Linked DNA regions of Mus musculus: regions 2 and 3 are each linked to region 1. A link is a contact called in public Hi-C data. All regions are on one chromosome and are shown on one strand. The core of a region is the stretch at or near the end of the contact, and the rest is flanking DNA. Distances in the headings are between cores, read along the strand shown. Region 1 overlaps Opcml (opioid binding protein/cell adhesion molecule-like). Region 2 overlaps Opcml (opioid binding protein/cell adhesion molecule-like). Region 3 overlaps Opcml (opioid binding protein/cell adhesion molecule-like).

Region 1 (3,268 bases), core at 227-2,726:
ATTTATATGTATATAGTTATATATACAAATCTACATATATATAAGTATACATACATGCACACATACACAAATATACTTTCCCACACATACACACACACACACACACACACACACACACATATATATATATATACACACACACACACACACACACACACACACACACACACATACACACACAAATAAATCTGTTGAAATATAGGTTGTGTATACAAGCTCAGAAAAGCCACCATTTCCTGGTGACACAGGTGCTCAGGGACAGCCAGAGGGAGAGCCAGATTGAATGGAAATAAGAGGAGAAGAACCTGATGGAAAAGGGCAAATGTTATTCAAGTTTCACAGAATTGAGGAGACCACAAAATACATTTAAGAAGTGCTGAATTCAGAAATTTAAATGGTCAGTGTTCTTTTCCCCATTGCATTTATTTATTTTTATTTATTTATTTAGTGTTTGTGTGTATATCTTTGTGTGTGTGCTCTCAGACACAGGTGTCAACATGTGTTTTGCTCAAAGTGACACTAACAGAAATGGATTTGGCTTTTCTTCTACCTCGTAGGTTCTGAGAATCAAACTCAAGTCATCGGTGTAGGCAGCAAGTACCTTCACTTGATAAACCACCTCACTGTGGCTGGTCACTCCTTGTAGCAGCTCTCCACTCTCCTAAGCTTCAGCACTAATGTAGACTAGCCCTAGCAAGGTGCTTGCTGCACAGACATTTGCTGGCACTATGGTGGTTCCTACTACCCTTCCCAGAGTTTCCTGGCAACAGAGGCGTCATGTTGTTTTATGAATCATCATGGACTGGGTTTTCATTAATAGGTACAAAAGTATCTTTTCTTAAGGGATTTGACGGGCAATGGAGAGATCTGCATAAGAACTACAAATTTGAGTGAAGTGGTAAGGGATTGGAAGAATGGTTTAAAATGAGACTCTGGGACCAGTTAGGAGGAATGGGAGGACCCTGACCATGGCTTTCTTTTTGACAGTTGTTGATCCCAATTCACTGGGAATGTGTGAGAGAAGCGAGCTCTTATTTTTCAACATTGGGAAACAGACACAGTCTTTGTCATAGTAAAATGCAGGCTGGCACAGCCCTAGCTGCAAGTGTTAACTTATGAGACCAAGCTATTTCCAGAATTCAGAAAGGGAAGAATTAAACATCCACTTCATGGGAGGTGTGATACAGAAAGCAATGGGTTCATGCGCATTTCTCTTTATTATTTCTTTGAAACCAACACATCTCATAGGTGACAATATATGGGATAGATGGTAATTGCCTTTTTTGCTGGAGCTACATTTTCATCCTCCTCCCTTTCTCCTCCAATATTAATTATCAGAACTAAAAATAGTCCATTGTAGGCTCTCTGAGCCTCCGGGAGGCTTCTGCAGAAATCTGACATCTGTGCAGGAGGCTCAGCTGAGATGTGTGTTTCTGAAAAGCCGGCTTCTGTTTGTGAATTCCATAAACACTTGCCTAGTGGAGACTGAAGTGTCTGTCTCTCACAATGGCTGTGAGTGGCAGCCTGTGAGAACACTGTCTTTCTGAACAGACATGACTCAGAGCCTGAAGGGAATGGAGAATGCATGGAATATTTATGATCAGGGGCCTTCATTACAATAGGAAACTGTGGCAACATGAGTGTACCTCTGTGGTGTGCAAACAAAATGCAACACTTTTTCTTTGGGTGTTTATATGTGAACAGATGGCCCTGCCCACTCACCCCATGCACAGAAAAGAGTGCTATGTAAAGAGACTTAAAATGCAGAGAAATTAGTGCTCACATTGGTCCTTGTCAGGGAAAGCTTAGTTGCCTCGGCACTTGAAAGTTCTCTCTCCATGAGCCAATATGTGCTAGGATTATCAACCTGTGCATGGCACTATGTCTCTTCCTAAAAACACAATGACCAGCACTGATGAAGTCCTTCTCTGCACTGGGGGGCTTCATTTCATCACACAGTCTTCAATTATCTTTTTTGAAATGAATGGTAGTTTGGTGATCCATAGCATGAAGCAAATGGGAGTGGCTACTTTGTGTAATAGTCAAATTTTCTAAACAGGCTACAGACTTTGACAGGTTGATTCCATCTCTAAGGGGGCTAACAAAAGTTTAGAGGCTAGAGAGGTGGTATATCATAAGAGCAAGCATAGCTGCTTTGGCGGAGGACTGGAGAGTTTTGTTCCCAGCATGTGCATAGTGGTTCACAGGCCTCTATAATTCCACTTCTACAAGATGTGATGCCCTCTTTTGGCCTCCATGGGCAGCATGTATTACATACATACCTGCAGACAAAACACTCACAGATACAAACTACAAATAAATAAATATAAAATGACAGATTAGCTTAAAGTAGCCGTTCTAGAAAAATAAAAAATAAAAAACCATAGGAACTAAAGCATTGGCTTAAAGGTGGAGTTTCAAGCTGAGACCTTTCCCTAAGTGTACTTCAGAATGACAGCTGTGAAGAGAGCTGGAGGCAGGGTTGGGGTCCCATCTCAAAGGAGGAAGAGTTATGGGATAAAGGGAGGGGAGGAGAAGGAATTGCTTCAACTGTGCCCACAGGATTCTATCTCACATGGTAGTTAGTGCTGCCCAAATGATAGCCTCATGATTAGGCCCCTGATTAAATTTTTGATTATTATCTTGCTTAAGTATTTTACCAGGCATATAAATTATATCTGACAATTGAAGAAAAAAAAGATTGACTAAGGTAACTGTTGATTCAACAACTCTTGACAGAATCCCAACTAAGTATAAAGGTGGTATGTTACCTAGAATTATCAAGTATGATATGCACTTAAGCACTAAGCAATTTACCTGTTGGGTAAAAACAACAAGCTAGGTGTTTATCTATTCTGAAGTTTGCCCACTTAATGGAACACGTATTGTCCTCTTTGAATTAAAACTAGATTTTAATTCAAATCGCCTCCATGTTGTTATACACCATATCGCAAGGTTGCTGACACTTCTTTGTCAGTTGGTGCACATAGGAGGTGAAATACACTTTATTTTTAGCCTAGGGAAAAGATGATTTGGAAGATGAATTTGCTCTAATGAAGAACTTCCTGCACTCCACTTCATATTAATTCAGTAAAGCAAACTCATCATCTCAGAAACCGAAGAGACTCTGTATATGGAAGCTAACATGGCTTGCCTTGCCCTTCCACTCTTCACTCTTTATGTGTGTAAGGACTATTCCAGATCATTGGTGTGCAGCAGTCTTCAGAACATTTTCATCTTATGTAACACCAGGACTCAAAGCTCTGCT
Region 2 (3,268 bases), core at 454-2,953, 480 kb before region 1:
TGCCCAGGAGAGGGAACATGTGTGCAGCCACTGTGTACAGCCCTTGGCTTGAGCTCTCGCTCTCGGCCACCCTCAACTGGGGACAGTGCCCTGTAGATGACCCACCTTGCAAGGATCGGTGGGATTCAGATCTCCCAGGGACACAAGCAAGGGTTCATTTATGGTGACGGCAGCAATGTGCTTCCTCCCCAAGCTCTGGTCCCTTCCCACTGGCTTGGCCTGGTGGGCTCCTGAATGGAATTTAGATGCACCAGTGCTAGATTTGCTCAATACCATGGGACCCAATCCAGACCTGCCCCAGACTCTTCAAGGGTCAGATTTTGAAACTATGCAGTCTGGGGCTGGTGAGATGGCTCAGTGGGTAAGAGCACCCGACTGCTCTTCCGAAGGTCCAGAGTTCAAATCCCAGCAACCACATGGTGGCTCACAACCATCTGTAACGAGATCTGACGCCCTCTTCTGGTGTGTCTGAAGACAGCTACAGTGTACTTACATGTAATAAATAAATCTTAAAAAAAAAAAAAAAAAAAAAAAGAAACTATGCAGTCCTACCCTCCCATAGCTAACTCCTGCCTGCTCAGCTCCAGCAAGATGGTGGGGTCACCGGCTCTCAAGTAGCAGACTTAAGTATTTTTCTCTGCTCTTTCTCTCCAGGTGATGCCACAGGGTCCTCTCAGTGGCCCTTATGCAGGAATGTTTCATCATCAATGCAGTCTCCCCTAACCCTGGACAAATACCCACCTCTATTCTTTCATTTCGTTTTGTTTTGTTTTGTTTTGTTTTGTTTTGTTTTGTTTTGTTTTGTTTTGTTTTTGAGACAGGGTTTCTCTGTGTAGCCCTGGAACTCACTTTGTAGACCAGGCTGGCCTTGAACTCAGAAATCTGACTGCCTCTGCCTCCCAACTGCTGGGATTAAAGGTGTGCGCCACCACCGCCCGGTCCCACCTCTATTCTTTACTTACATGGTCCTTGTTACAACAGTTAAGTAGTTTTGTCTTCTACTTAGGCTTCTTGGTAACTGCTTTATCCTTGTGGCCATAATATTAAGTCCACAGCCGGAATCTGGGTCTATTTTGTTCAAAGTCTCATTGTCAGTACATAGTAGCCTTCTAAGAAATGAATGAACCTCTAAGAGTGAATGAATGAAGCCCGGCTTACACACTCTACTGAGTCCACACCAAGCAATGCACCTGCAGAGGCTGCAGAGAAAAACTCTAGCTTGCCCTTCTAGGCATCTCCCTCAAATCACTTTTCCCAAGTGCCTCAATGTCCCGTTCATCTTTTTTCCATAAGAAGCAGTTATGGGGAGAGTTCAGGAAAGGGTCTCGGGTACTATGCCCATGGCATGGCATACAGGCTCTCTCCCTCCCAGGGGCAGTTTAGGATGTAGAGAGGCTATTTCAGGGTCATGGCCTCTCAGTAACAGGTCTCTGAAACACAGCATGTGGTAAGATCTAGCCCAGAGTGACTTCACATCAGTGGCTGACTTCTTGTTCTTTCGCCACAGGACAGCTCTTGGCATAGCTTGAAGGAACAGAGGGCGACTGCCTTCTAGGAAGGAGGGGCCCACCAACACTGTGCTCTGAGTTGTTTTGCTAATAGACTGTGACATTCCATGATCACTGTGAAAGAACTCACTTGCAACAGGAAGCTGAGAGGGAAGGGTGAGTTACAGTACCAAATCATAACCACCAGATGGCGCCAAATCTCCAGAAATGAGCTAAGAGATGGAGCAGGCAGTGCATCTTTTTCTGCAGTTTAGAGGCCGCCCATCCCTGACTGCTTTTCTGCCCTTTCAACTACACAGCCCTGCAGAGTGAGCCAGTGCCGTGTCCCCACTCTCCACCTATCTTCCCTCTACTCTTTAATGAAACCAGGACTCTTTGCTTCTTTGTGTTTTGTTCCCCACAGCAAGCCCCAAATGAGGTGCCTTTATCTTTCAGCCCTTGCCCTGACTGACACGTTCAAGCCAGCAAACCTGTTTACAGCTTGTCTGATAAAAAACATCTAGGAAATTCTTCTCAATGCAGGAACTGCCTTGAAGATATGTCCTATATTAATAGATAGAAAACACTGGGCCAGTGGTGGTAGTGGTGGTTTCAGGGGTGGTAGTGGTGGTGGTGCTGGAGGAGGAGAAAGAGGAGGAAGAGGAGGAGGAAGAGGAGGAGGAGGAGGAAGAGGAGGAGGAGGAGGGAGGAGGGAGGAGGGAGGAGGGAAGTGTTGCTTGAGAAAGAGACTGAAGAAAAGCTCACATCAGAAAAGTAAGAGCCACAGACACCACGAGTGCCTGACAACATGTGTTTTCCTACAGAGGTGCCCCACAGGGCAGACAACATCAACACTGTGAGAATCCTGCAGGCCCCATGAGACACAGCTTTACAAGGCCTTTTGTACATGTTCTGTGGCCTTTCTCCTTTTGGACACAATGTGAATTTGTCCAGCATTCTTGGTTTGAGGAAGGGAGAATAGAGGCCTGGAGAAGAAAGGCCTAAGAGCACAAACTGCTTTTTGATCTCTTGCTTTCTTTGCATGACACAAGTTATCCATCACATACTAGAACCCTTGCCACTGTGATTAATGCTTATAGACTAATTTACAATTCTTCCTTTCATTTTTGAGATTATAATATAATAACATCACTCCCCTCTTTCATTTCCACCTCCTAAATGCTGCCATAACTCCTGTTTGTTCTTTGAAATCTGTAGCTTCCTTTTTCATTAATTGTTGTTACATGTATGTGTGTGTGTGTGTGTGTGTGTGTGTGTGTGTGTGTGTGTACTATTTCTCCCACTCTCAGCATGCTTTAGCTGCCCAAGTTCTCTATGTAGGGTTGAGTCCTTTTGCCCTCCCCCAACCCCGTCTCTGTCTCCTTTGGCATGTCTGTTGTTGTCCTTGTTCAGCCTGTATTTAGGCAGTCACATTGGTGACACTTTATGAGCATAGGAGACATTCATAAGAGACATAATCTTACAGCAAACTCCCTGTAACTGTGCCTCTTCTTTCACAATGACCCCTGAGCTTTAGTTGTGTTTAGATTTATTCACTGGGCTCCACAACTCTGCATTTTGATTGGTAGTGCTTTTCTGTAATGGTCTCTGTCTGTTGCTAAAAGAGTTTCTTTGATGCAGGGCAAGGACTGAGCACGTGGACAGATAATTTAGATTCTGATGAAGATAGCTGCTGGTTTAGTGAAGTGGTTGTTCTAGGTTCTCCATCTGTGACTTGGGAGAGCATCCAGGAGAGGTGGCTATGCCTTCTGGGATGCTGT
Region 3 (3,268 bases), core at 403-2,902, 400 kb before region 1:
GTGTAGCTGCTGACAAGTGAGGGTTGCTGTGGTTCATTTGATTGCAAGCTTACTTGTGAGAAGTGTCCATGAAGAGATGTTCAGCGTGCCTTTAGGTGTACCTGTGAGGGGGCCATCAGTCTCCTAACTAAGAGAGAAAGCCACTTTGAATATGATATCCAAGGCCAGGTTGGGATTTGTTCTGCTCTCTCAGTGTTAGGCAGCGTTTGCATCACCATGGCAGAGACGGAGGGAAAACAACCTGAAGAGGTTTACTTGTTTGGGTGCAGGGCTTGAGGGGGTTCGGTCCTTGGGTGCTCAGCCACGTGGGCTTGCGCAGGGCTTGAGGGGGTTCGGTCCTTGGGTGCTCAGCTACGTGGGCTTGCGCAGAACATCCTGGCCATGGGATCAGGTGATGGGGAAGATTATGCGCTCTTGACAGATCAGTAGCAGACAGAGAGGGAACCAAATATACCCATCAAAGACAACTCTAGATACTTATTTTCTTCAGCTCTGCCCACTGCCCAAAGATCCCCCACATCTTCCACACAGAGCACCTGGCTGGGGACCAACTTCAATACAAAGGCCCACAGGGTATGTTTTATACTCAAGCTTTAATACTCTGTCTGATGGTAGCCCTAAGGTAATTGGCTGAGTTTGCCCCTCCCTGCCCACCCTGCCATGGCGCTCAGCCTCATCCCTGTCCAGAAGCAGCAATGCAGACTGACCATGGACTGAAACCTCTGAGCAGATGAGACAAGAGAAACCTCACTTGTAAGTTACTCCATCAGGCATTTTGTCACAGCAATGAAAAGTCTGGCACCGGCATTGCAATAATAGCATTCTATTCCTAAGGCAGTTCATTAAATGATGCAAAGTGGCAGTATCCAGAGGGCCCTGGACAATCCATGGTTGCTGATATGAAAAGCTCTTCAAATAGCATTCTTGTTTACTTTGATTACACACTAATGGTGTTCACCTGATTATGAACATCTTGCAGACAGAGGTGATGCTGCCCTCATCATGCCAGCACCAAGTCCAAGCCCTGGATTTGGAAGCAGCTTCAACACTTTTAATGTACACTGTATTGAAAGGGCATTGGGCTCACAGGTTACCTCCCAGTCCCCAGACATTCATTTCAACCAGCCCAGACTGCAAACACAGCTTTATACTTGAAAATCCATATCTGGGTCTTTAACCATCAGTGCCCAAAGCAGTTGCTTGTATGTGGGATGGCTGTGTTAAAACAGATCATGTGCACACTTCCCTAGCTGAACTAGGAAAGCTGAGTACTGCCTTGGAGGCAGCTCCTGTCTCTCCCAGCTCCTCCCCTTCTTCTCTTAACTCCTCCTCCGTGCACTCACACTGACCTGGTAGATTCCCAGTCTTTTGGAAGGGCTTGTATTAAAAGTTTCATTAGAGAATCACGCCAGGGGTTTTAAACAGCAGCGATCTAGCTGTAAAGGCTTGGAAGCAGTCCCCGAGTGTGCACCAGGAGTGGGCTGATGGCGGCAGTGCCAGCCACTGCAGCGCACTGGGACTCCCGCCCTGAATCTTATTTACATTGGGACTAACAATAGCTCTGCAGCCTGGCTATAAATAATTTCTGGGGAAGAGTTGTCTAATTAAACGTGCAGCAGTAAGGAAAGTGCTTTAACCACAAGGCTGGTGTCCTAATGAACGTAATCACTGTATGGGGACAGCTTAGGAATCACATCCAGACACCTCCCTGTGGAGGTAGGGAGGTAGAGGGGAAATTCGTAGGAAGAATTTCCAATCAATATTTAATTGTGCATTGTGTTAAACTAGTTTAGGGTCCTCTTTCTCCTTCTCTTTCCTCATATCAAGAGGTAAAAGGGATTTGAAAATGTAGCTTTGTAGCATGGCTTGAGCCTCAGATTCCAGTGAGACAATTGTCTCCAAGTTTTCAATGCATGGCAATTACTAGGATACACAAAAAAATATTAATTAGTAAGTGGCTTGTAAATTCTGATGGGTCCTGCCTTTAAAGAAAAAGAAGTGGGGAGTCGAATTGAAGTTTTATTCTGTCTCTGACCATGTCTGCTCCGGACTTGGTGCCCTTTAGGGCCAGGCAGTGTCCTGTGTCCTTTGGTTTCTCCAGGTCAAGCATTGGGAAGATATGACTATTCCCCCTGGATGAAGGCAATCAACTGTCATCAGTGCAGGGACAGCAGGCTTCTGCTGATATCCGAGCTACTATGAGCAGATCAGCAAGGAAGCCCAGTTCAGCCATACCTGATTCTGCTTCAGTGGAAACAACACTGTGAATTAGCTTGAGGGAAAAGTCTGTAGGATACAGGGTGGTAGTCTTTCCTTGTTATTTACAACACAGTTCTAAGGATAAAGAGGGGACCATGTGAGAAAGAATACCGTGTCATCAGGCTAATGTTTTTAAGTAATATAGGAACCATATATACAAACATCTGCAAGGACATAGTTAGAATATGTATATACAGATATTAGGTAGTTTGATGCCTTTGTGTGTGTGTGTGTGTGTGTGTGTGTGTGTGTATGAGTGAGTTTGCGAGCAAATTTGAGCACACACATGCCTTGGATATAGACTAGCTATTGCATATTGCTATGGTAACCTGCATGCTCTTGAAGACTAGTTTAAAGCATGGAAAGAGAGTATACATGTGTAGAGGTACCCCAGGCCAAGCTGCATAGAAACAGCAGGCCAACACTCACTCCATATACCCCCTGACAGTCAGAGATATAGGCATTAAGTGTGGGCACCTGTGATGAATCAAATTCACCACTGGATGTCAACGTTGCTCTAGCTAATTAGAAGACCTGCAGAAATCCTATTCTCTCTTATACTGGGGGTAGGTTTAATCTATGGAATAAATGTACCAGGGAGGAGGAGGTAAAAGCATCAACCTTCTGAAAGAGTCCACAAAGCAGAATCGGGGAACCAAATTTGGCATTTCTTCTTTCAGCCACCACTGTCCATCTAATAATCTTCTAGTTGCTTTTTCTTTATTACTCGGCTCTCCAATTAACACTCCCAGTTCTACTACATAATATAACCATTCATTTTCCTTATTGTCTAGCACTTACCACCCACATGCACATGCCAGAGTCTGAATGACAAGAGGGTAGAATTCTCATTTCTGCCATGTATATGTCTATAACTCAGCCTGATACAAAACAAATGTTTGCTAAGTATTTGATCGGAATAGATAAATGACCAATAGCGGAACTGATAATGTTTAGTTAGTAAATATAAACACAAACAGAGACCTTACGCCAATAGTAATGGGAGTTC

The links. A called contact is a pair of places that touch in the nucleus more often than the background predicts.
Region 2: a Hi-C map of cortical neurons shows a contact between it and region 1, with 2.9 times the contacts expected there. The contact joins two enhancer-like sites. A contact is called at or near these places in 1 of 39 promoter capture datasets (embryonic stem cells), 2 of 15 datasets of contacts at CTCF or cohesin (embryonic stem cells and stem cell-derived epiblast-like cells), 86 of 484 Hi-C or Micro-C datasets (the AML12 cell line, the BV-2 cell line, the HL-1 cell line and 36 more), 6 of 115 datasets of contacts at active chromatin or transcription factors (astrocytes and embryonic stem cells) and 1 of 9 other capture datasets (embryonic stem cells).
Region 3: a Hi-C map of forebrain shows a contact between it and region 1, with 2.0 times the contacts expected there. The contact joins two enhancer-like sites. A contact is called at or near these places in 11 of 484 Hi-C or Micro-C datasets (the HL-1 cell line, brain, cerebellum and 5 more) and 1 of 115 datasets of contacts at active chromatin or transcription factors (embryonic basal ganglia).

Annotation. Positions count from the first base shown.
Region 1 is chr9:28,737,060-28,740,327 of GRCm38.p6, forward strand. All of the region lies in intron 3 of Opcml (opioid binding protein/cell adhesion molecule-like), which reads left to right. Among named protein-coding and RNA genes, the nearest start is that of Gm15520, 300 kb to the right of the region's middle. Within about 2 kb of position 1,477, at least 38 of the 459 cell types and tissues checked have an H3K27ac peak or open chromatin away from gene starts, as enhancers often do. A contact at or near this core is called in brain, cortical neurons and forebrain, where this site is marked.
Region 2 is chr9:28,259,883-28,263,150 of GRCm38.p6, forward strand. All of the region lies in intron 1 of Opcml (opioid binding protein/cell adhesion molecule-like), which reads left to right. Among named protein-coding and RNA genes, the nearest start is that of Gm39313, 130 kb to the right of the region's middle. Within about 2 kb of position 1,704, at least 14 of the 459 cell types and tissues checked have an H3K27ac peak or open chromatin away from gene starts, as enhancers often do. A contact at or near this core is called in cortical neurons, where this site is marked.
Region 3 is chr9:28,335,334-28,338,601 of GRCm38.p6, forward strand. All of the region lies in intron 1 of Opcml (opioid binding protein/cell adhesion molecule-like), which reads left to right. Among named protein-coding and RNA genes, the nearest start is that of Gm39313, 59 kb to the right of the region's middle. Within about 2 kb of position 1,653, at least 36 of the 459 cell types and tissues checked have an H3K27ac peak or open chromatin away from gene starts, as enhancers often do. A contact at or near this core is called in brain and forebrain, where this site is marked.